Regions from separate parts of the Rattus norvegicus genome. Here region 2 is linked to region 1. A link is a contact called in public Hi-C data. All regions are on one chromosome and are shown on one strand. Each heading gives the region's core, a stretch centred on a gene start, on an enhancer-like site or on the middle of the called end of the contact. The rest is flanking DNA. Distances are from core to core; before and after follow the strand shown.

Region 1 (4,481 bases), core at 944-3,443:
AGCACTTTGGTCAGAGATACCACTAAAACACAGGGGAGGAAACAGTTGCCGTGTGACTGAGGGGAGCTATTTTCCCCACTCTGGGCCTTAATCTCCCTTTTATCAAATGAGAGCCTGAACGATGAGCTGCAAATAATACCTAGTGTGATGATGACATCGTTCTCCTGTGTCAGATCATGGTGGGTACACAGCTTCAGCGTCGTGACTGCTCAATTCGAGGCAGCCAGTACCAACTGACCCGGAATGGCGACGAAGAAGAGCCTGCATGTAAGGTTTGGCTGAGCTGATGATCTTGGATGAAGTCAGGTCCTGACCCCCGGTGCAGTGAGCACAGAGAGCCTTTGTCAAGAGGACGGGGGAGGGGAGGAGAAGTGAGGTACGCGGTCACCTGTACCAGATGCCACTACCAGAAAGGACAAAAAGATGCTTCAACCAGGAGCGGCAAATCATGTCTCCAGGAGCCCCGGGGCAATGAGCAGGAGAGAAAGGATTTGAGGAGAGAAGACAGAATGGGAGGACTCTGGCAATCTGGAGAAGATAGGACTGCTTGACTCACTAAAAGATTCCCAAAGCCCACTTCCTCAACTCTTTTCCTTATTGGATGGAGTCAAGCAAAACCAGTGTTCAGGCTGAGATGTTCTCCTACACAGCCAGGTTGGATCTCCGAATCCTGTCCGTATCATGGGAGGATTCAGGTCCTCAGGGGAATGTTGTCTAAGGTCACCGCGTGTCACTAATGATCTATATCATGTTGCTTGAGCTCTGGAGGCCGGCAACAGGATATGTGTATACCAACGAAAGACAGGAGAGAGTTGAGGCTTCAGTTTTCAAAAGATGCCAATTTCATCGGGGAGAGGAGTGGTGAGCTTTAACTGTTAGTAAGCACCCATCTGCTGCTTCTATGTTCTTATTGGTTTCCGTTCTTTGGATTTTCAGAAACACGGCAGTCTCCACTGGGGAAATTTGTGTCATGATTAAACACACACACACACACACACACACACACACACACACACACACACCTCACTTTCTCAGTATTAATTACCTTTCTCATAATTAGTAGTTAAAATGTCAAAAGAGAAGGAATTAATTAAGAGGACTATCCAGTGAAGCGAGGCATGTGCTGCCAGGCTGCCAGGCTCTGGGGCTGATTATAAAAAAAAGAGTTTCATTAAATATTTTGAGCACTTTTGGGAGTCAGAATCCTTCCTTCTAATTGAAAGATCCTTCACTATATCCTCAATTCCGGCTGGTGGCCAGGGACGCAGTCCTGGGTAAGGTAGAGGGTCGAAAGCCTTTCTTTATCCTTAGGAGACTCTCTCCAACCTGAGAGAGGTGGCCACAGAAGTTCAAAAAACAGCAGGTTTCCCAGACCCCATGTTAGGGCAGAAAGAGCTTCAGTTTGTCCAGAAAGCCTACTGTTAAAAAAAAAAAAATACAAAAAAAAAAAAAAAAAAAGGGGGTTGGGGACTTAGCTCAGTGGTAGAGCACTTGCCTAGGAAGCGCAAGGCCCTGGGTTCGGTCCCCAGCTCCGAAAAAAAGAGCCAAAAAAAAAAAAAAAAAACAGAAAGCCTACTGTTAGGAGATACTTATGAAGCATTTCACAATAATCCGGTAAGACAGGTGGTACTAACACCTCCATTCTACAGATGAGGAAATTGAGGCTCAGCACGGTTGGGAGCTCTCCATGTTACATGTTGAGAAACTGAGAAAGAAAACATTGACTCTAGGTGTGATTCTAAGCTTTGCTCTTTCATGGAATCCTGAAAACTATTCTCAGTTCTCCTCTGGATCTCTTCCCACCTTAGTTTTGACAACTAAGCCAAGAGCCAAGACCTGCGCAAGGAGGGTGGAGCTGGGAGCACAGCGCCCCGCCCAGATGTGGTTCCAGCCAATGGTGACGTGGCACCGGCAGCCTTTTGCCCAATCAGCCATCGCTCCTCGCCCCCACTATTTCTCCTCTGCTCCGCCCTTTCGCTTTTCCTTTGGCTCCACCGAGCTTGACCAAGCGGAAAGTCCCTTCTGCTAGCACCGTGCCGGCAGCCATTGGAAGAAGGTCTGTTACAGGAATAACCAATCAGATCGCGCGCAGGGACGGTTCTCTGGATGTGATTGGCTAGCGTGGCTTCTATCCTCCCCGCCCCCGCTCCTCCCTCCCCGCGGGCGGTTCGGAGGCGGGGCAGGTGGGGGCGGGCCCAGGTAGCAGGTTCGGCTGCGCGGGGGCCCGCGCGCCTGAGGTAAATACTGGGGTGGTGGGTGTGGGGTGCCGGGCCGGCCCGGGACGCCGGTTCTGAAGCCTGGGCTGCGGCGCTGGGCGGCGGCCGAGGCGGGTGAGTGTGCGCGGCCGCGCGGCTGAAGCTAGGTCTCTAGTGTTCCTGCCCTGCCTCGGGCGCCTTGAGCGGCGGAGGCGACCGTCGGGCCTCAGCGCCCGCCCGTTAGCTGCCCCGGGCCGACGAGCTTCTGACGTCAACCGCGGCTGCCCACCTCCAGCCTCCCGGAGGGCTCCCGAGTCGCGGGACTCCTGCACCGTAGGGCTTGGGTAGGAGCAGCACAGGACTCAGTCTCTCTCTCTGGCCCGCCGTCATTGACAGATGGGGAAACTGAGGCCGGATCCTACCTGGCTTCCAAAGGCTGCAGGAGGCAGGGGAGTCTCTGGTTATGGTACCTCACGCCTGTGCTGTTTTGTGGGGTGTTGATGGCTTCGCTCCCGGAAGAGCAGCCTGTCCTCGCTAATGGCGTGTTTTGCTTTTTCTTTCAGTTTCTCTGGTCTAGGGGGGAGGATGGTTTTGCACAGTTGTGTAGTTGGAAGGTGCAACTGACCGGTTGAGACAGGTACCTTTCTTTCCTTTTATTATTATGGTCAGCCTTGTAGGAGGACGCCAAGTCCTGAATGATCACGGTCTTGAACTGAGTTCATTTGGGTCAGGTGCCAGGTTATTCATGTCCTTGGCATCTTTTTCTGTTCCACCCCTTGGCATTTGCATGTTTTAGGGGTTTGTCATCCTCTAGCCACCAAGCCTTGACATCTCCCAACCCCCCACCATCCCCTCCACCTTCCTCTCTCTAATTTTCCCTGGAAAGTTGTCTCCTTAGAGGAGCATTCATTCATACCTTGCTTTGTGTGTCTGTGCTGGGGCTAATCAGCGATTCCTAATAAGATTGCTCATTTTTGTAATCATTGACTCCAGAGAAGAATGTAGGCATCAAGAGGGCGTGCATTCTAGCATCCATCTCCTGCACACCCCCTCATACCTCAAGTAGGTTGAATGGCCCCCAAGAATTTAGCCTGCTGCTCCCCGCTGGGTAGTGGGTGGATTTGCACTAGAACAGTATGAAGGAAAAATGATTTGCTGGAAATTCTTAGTGAAGTTCATGTAATTTGAATGTTGACAGCACTCAGAACATTCTCTAATGTTCTGCTGAAAAAATTTAAGGTATTCTTTCAAAGAGAGCCTTGTTTGGACTGGTAACTTGTGAGATGAGCTGATAAGACCAGGGACTTGTTATGTAAAAATGACATATTAAACAGAAGATACCTAAATGTGGTTAAGTGATTTAAGGAAGTCTTTAGTACTTGAAGAAAGAGGGCAGTAATTACCCTGCTCCTCAAACTAGACTTAGTGTTTTGCTCCCAGCTTGTATACTGTGATCTTAAAATTTTTAGTTTCAAATGAAGTTCCAAGCAACCTGGTTTCATAATCGTGACATTTTTCCTTACTTATATGTGTAGCAGCATGGTATCAAATTGATTGTCATTTTTCTTCCCCAAAGAATTAATGATATTTTAGGCAAAAGTCATGTTTCTCTGTTTCTTGGATCTTATTCTTTTTTTTTTTTTTTTTTTTGGTTCTTTTTTTCGGAGCTGGGGACCGAACCGAGGGCCTTGCGCTTCCTAGGCAAGCGCTCTACCACTGAGCTAAATCCCCAACCCCTCTTGGATCTTATTCTTAACATAGTCACTTAAATAGGACAAGGAAATAGCATTTTGGCTTCTGCTATGACCACCTAAGCTAATCAAAGTTTGCTGGTCTAGACCCTGGAAAGACAAGGAGTGGGGAAGTTGGGGTTTTGGAGTCCAGTGGCTACGTTTAACTCACAAGAGACAGCATAGTTCCCAGCCTCCTGATGTGACTGCAGATACAAGCACCAGACTTTTTGTTTTATTTTTTAATTTTTAATTTTTTTTTTATAAACCTTGTAAGTCCCACTTGATTTTGTGACTGTATCCTTGTGTCACAAGTTATTCTGGTCTTGAAATCTCTATTTCTATTTACCATTTAGGCATGACTTGATTGTTTTAGTAAGAGTCGTTTTTTCTTAACTTAGTCACTCTAGCTGACTGGAAGCATTTGGGAAAGCTGTGGCGCTTTTCTTGCATACCCATGCCAGGATGCTTGCTTCTTTGCCATTTGCTCTTTGAGCGCTAGTGAGTATTGTAGTGTCTATTCTGGTTTAGAAAGCTTCCTGTGGTGTTTTAGGAC
Region 2 (4,481 bases), core at 688-3,187, 340 kb before region 1:
CAAACTCTGTTATCTGTATGAGAAGTCTACCCAAGGGCAAAGATTTTTAAATGTGGAGAGCATACCAAAATCTACCTATTCAATTTTTTTCTTAGGCTTCTAAGCCATCCATAATCCCAGCAACAGGAAAAAACAGAATGATAGCTACATACTGAGTTCTGGGCCAGCTGCACACCTGATGTCCGAGAGCCCAAGAGAATAATCAAGGCGAGTCTTGTTGAGCTCACAGGTAAAACAATCTACACGGTCACTTCCAAAGTTCTCAGTTAGAACAAAAGGACTCATGCCTGTGCAGTTTTGTAACTTAGGAAATGAGAACACCAGGCAGCCTGACCACAGCCTGAGACCACTGTCACGGTCAAACAACAAAATCAGGGCAGAAAGGAATACATCTAAAACATTTTCCCCTTCCTGAACAATTTAAGACATTTTAAAGAGACAATCTCTAAGGCTTGGCTACTCACCAATGACTGTACAAAGCAAAGAAAAATTCTAAAACCAAGCTTCAGAAAGGATGACTTTTAAAAAGCACTGATCAATTTAGCAAGCTACTTAAAGGCAGCTAAAATTCTGGAAGCACAGAATTCTAGGACAATTTCAGATATGGATGGCTCCAGTTACTAAGTTAATTCACACTATTCAGCCTACCTGGTAAATCAAGACATTAGATACTTATTCTTTTCTATTTAATGAAAATGATTGTTTATTTTTTACTCTTGGCTTATAATTATTTTAGGCTCTTTTCAAGAGTCTTAAACTTGACTCTTTTTTAGGGAGACAGTTGCATTAAGCAGCAGCAGCAGCAGCAGCAGCAGCAGCAGCAGCAGCAGCAGCAGCACAGGGTGGCCTCAGTCTCCTGCGTGCTGAGATTACAGGCACGTGCCATCGCCACACCTCGTCAGCTCGATTTGGCATTAAAATAGCTTATTTCAGAAGAACATGTGGACACCTGTAGATCGCCTTCACTTCTGAAGAACAGCTACGTTTGCAAAACCCCCCACGCTTTGTGGTGAATAACTTCTCACCCTTCCAGGACAATTATAAAAACAGCCTTTGAGGCAGCCACAGAAGACCAGGACTCAGTTGCTTGCAGGATGTGTGGGGACAGCGAGAGTGCTCGAGAGGATACCTAAGACAAGACTTGCTGAGCTCCCAGGCGATTCAGGCTTCAGGTCTGTCTTACTCCCACAAAGCCAGACTTCCCAGGTCCCTTGGTGTCCCACTGGATAGAGGGATAAGGAGCTGGACACGGGCCATAAGCAATATAGCCACCTTTACCTTGACTCTCCTCCGTTTTCTCCCCTTCTCTTCCCCCGGAGCCTGCTTCTCTCCTTTCTTCCTCTTTTTCCGTTTTCTGTCCTTGTGTTTGTCATGGTCGCTTCTGTCTTCGAAGAGGCTGGAGTCGTGCCCGGAGCTGCCCGTGGAGAGCTCAGTGACTTCGCTCCCTCCCACTTTGAGGACTAGCTTCAGGGGCTTCTCCACGTACTCTGAAACAAGAGCAGGGCGCAGGCTGACTCGGGGCAGACCGAGAGCTGGCGCCCCACCTCCCAGCGCCCCACGAACACCCGCCGGGGCCGGCAGGCCCGAGTCGAACGCCGCCCCGCCGGAGGATCTCCGCGGGTCGGGGCCTGGCGGGCAGGGGCGGCGCGGCTCTGCTGGCAGGCCCGTGGTTCCTCACCCTCGTAGAAGTGTCGGTCCGACTTGTGCTTCTTGTGCTTCTTGCCCATGTCCCACCGGGCCCCAGAGCCCGCCCCCCGCGCCAGGCCCAGGCCGTGCGGCGCCGCTTCCGGTCCGGGCCAGGCGAGCGGAGGGCGGGAGCGGGGCCCGCGAGACCCCGCGCCGCGAGGCAGGGGGACGGCACGCGCCCGGCGGCGCGAGGTCCCTCACGAGAAGACCACGCGCGGGACGCGGCAGAAGCGCGAAAGCAGTGGCGGGAGGGCGAGAGGCCGGCGCACCGGCGGGAGAGAAGGGCCACCAAGCGGTCTGGGTGCAGGCTGCGGCGCGTAGTGGCCCCTGGCGGCCGGAGGCGGCGCTGCAGCCTGTGGTGGAGGGCGGGGCCGTGTCTGGGGGCGGGCTCGGAGGCGGGGCCCGCCTCTCTGACTTTTTTTCTTCCCTGACTCTCTTCCCTCCTTTCTTGAGTCGTTTTAACTTTTCTTCACTTTTGTTTCTTGTCTTTAACAATAGTATTGAACTCCATCTGTACCGGATCTGGCAGAACCAAGAATACTGGTCCTGCCAATCCTAATGATCTTCGTTTGATCTCCAGGTTCCACATGATGGAGAGACTCTAATCCTGAAAGTTGTTGTCCTCTAACGTTTACATCCATTTGCATCCCTTACACAAACAAATAGATACAGAAAGAACAAAAACAAAGGTTTGTTGACGGTAGGGTAAAGCCTGCAAGAAGTTAACTAAATAAAACGCATCAAGTGTGGAGCAGTGCACTTGGAAAGCGAGACCGGAAGTGAAGGTGTGGCATGGATTCAAAGGCTGGAAACACAGCACTGCTTAATTTGATTATTTCAGATGACCAGGACGGTATGGGGATGGATTCCTTTAGTTTTATGTTTTTCTTTGTGGTTTAAAAATACAATTTATATGCTAAAATAACTGGAAAGAAAAGAAAGCTAAGGGTCTAGAAATTAGCTACAACTTGCTGAGAAAAGCTGATGAAGTTGCAACTATTGGCTCCCCAGGGAGGCCCAGGCTGCCTGCTGCTTTGTCTGCTTCTAACTTGTTCGTGGGTTGGTCAGTGCCCTTCCTGTTCTCTTATCTCTGGGTGCCCAGCCCTTCTGGGCAGTGGCTCACTGACAATTTTGTCCACTGGCACAGATAAGCCACGTTTAAGATCTGCTTGTGCTGGGTGTGGGTGTGGTGGTGCACGCGTGGGCGTGTGTGCTGGCGCATCCCAGCAACTCTAAGGCAGGAGGACTGAATCCCAGACTAGCCAGGGCTACATAGTGACATGCTATCTAAAAATAGTGCTCAATGTCACATGTCCAGAGGTGTCTGGGAAACACAGGAAACAAAGCCCTGTCAGTGTGTGTGTGTGTGGTGTGTGTGTGTGTTTGTGTGTGTGTGTGTGTGTGTGTGTGTGTGGTGTGTGTGTGTGTTTGTGTGTGTGTGGTGTGTGTGTGTGTGTGGTATGTGTGGTGTGTGTGTGTGTGTGTGTGTGTGTGTGTGTGTGTGTGACGATTTTACAAAATAGAAAAAGCAGGTAATATTTATATTTCCATTTTATAATGGAGGAAATGGATGCCCACAGAAGGAAGTAAGGTAGGGGTCAGATGTAGAATCAGTATTCAATCCAGGCCTGAACTGGAGTCTCAATCCTTTTCATTAGTTACTACACACAGTACAAAGGGTTCTATATGCCCTTTATAGTGCCCTATATGTTTTGTAAAATAAACTTACGATTTCTTTTTGTCCCGAAGAAAGAATCTGATAGCGATCATTTCTACTGTACTCAGAAGTGGACTTGGGAGTGGAGAGAAGACGCAGGAGTTAGAGCACTTGCTGTTTTTCCAGAAGGCCCGAGTTCAGTTCCCAGTACATACACACATCCACCAGCTCACAGAACCTGTAACTCCAGTTTCAGGGCGATGTCTCCTGCTTTGTCCTGACTCCTTGGGCACCTGCATTCACTCAGTGCACCTAGATACAATCTCACACACATAAATTGAAACAACAACAACAAAAACCAACACCAAGTTGGACTCTTGGATGATTTTTCCCAGCAAGATTTGTATATTTATTTCCATGTGTGGTACGCTAGGGAAGTAAACCTCTGTAGGAAACCTCAAAGTCAGCTCAAGACACTCCAAGACCAGGTTCTCAGCACAAAAGAAGTTTAGTTGCTTCAGAGACACAAAGGCCAGGGAGTAAGACACAAAGGCAGGAGATGGAGGATATAGGAGAAGGGGAAGAGGACAAGGGAGAAGGGAGATGGGTATTTGTCCCAGGACTGTCTCTGGATACAAAGGAGACAGACAGGGTTCACAGGTAAAAGGAGAAAACTGAGTGCCAGGATGAGGCGTTTAATTTTGACTGGGCATGTTAATTAGGTTAGCCAAAGTGGGCTTTTGATAGCTGGACCCCGGAGGGTAACTTCAGGAGGAGGAATTAGCCAAACAAGGGAATAGACTTTGGTGGCTAGTTTTAAATATTTAGCAAGGCAGAGAGAATGGGCAGAAGGACAAGGCCTGTTAGAGCCATGCTTGCCACACATGAGCTGGCCAGAGTCCCTTCACTGCTACTTTTAGGTAATGCATTTTTAGGTAAATGGCCTATAGCCGAGCTACCCCAGCCCTGTAGCTTAATCTTGAATTCCAGTGTTGAGATGAAAGGCTGATATTTTAGGACCCTGCCGTTTGCAAGTGATAGAAAACCCAATTTGAGCTGGACTTGAGGCTCACACCTTTAATCCCAGTACTGCAGAGGCAATAGGCAGAGAAGCAGAGGGGCAGAGGGGCATAGAGGC

Evidence for each region. Hi-C and Micro-C count contacts between places; a contact is called where the count stands out from the background.
Region 2: a contact with region 1 is called in a Hi-C map of mammary epithelial cells, with 2.3 times the contacts expected there. The contact joins the promoter of Brd7 here to the promoter of Cyld in region 1. A contact is called at or near these places in 2 of 12 Hi-C or Micro-C datasets (frontal cortex and mammary epithelial cells).

The regions. Positions count from the first base shown.
Region 1 is chr19:34,544,830-34,549,310 of GRCr8, reverse strand. Cyld (CYLD lysine 63 deubiquitinase) reads left to right here and starts at 2,193. Exons shown (of 17, transcript NM_001017380.1): 1 at 2,193-2,237. It overlaps LOC120098599 (a long non-coding RNA gene), which reads right to left and starts at 265. Exons shown (of 4, transcript XR_010060122.1): 1 at 140-265.
Region 2 is chr19:34,879,760-34,884,240 of GRCr8, reverse strand. Brd7 (bromodomain containing 7) reads right to left here and starts at 1,937. Exons shown (of 17, transcript NM_001401243.1): 1 at 1,679-1,937; 2 at 1,279-1,487. The coding sequence starts at 1,727. LOC120098503 (a long non-coding RNA gene) reads left to right here and starts at 767. Exons shown (of 5, transcript XR_010060124.1): 1 at 767-1,172.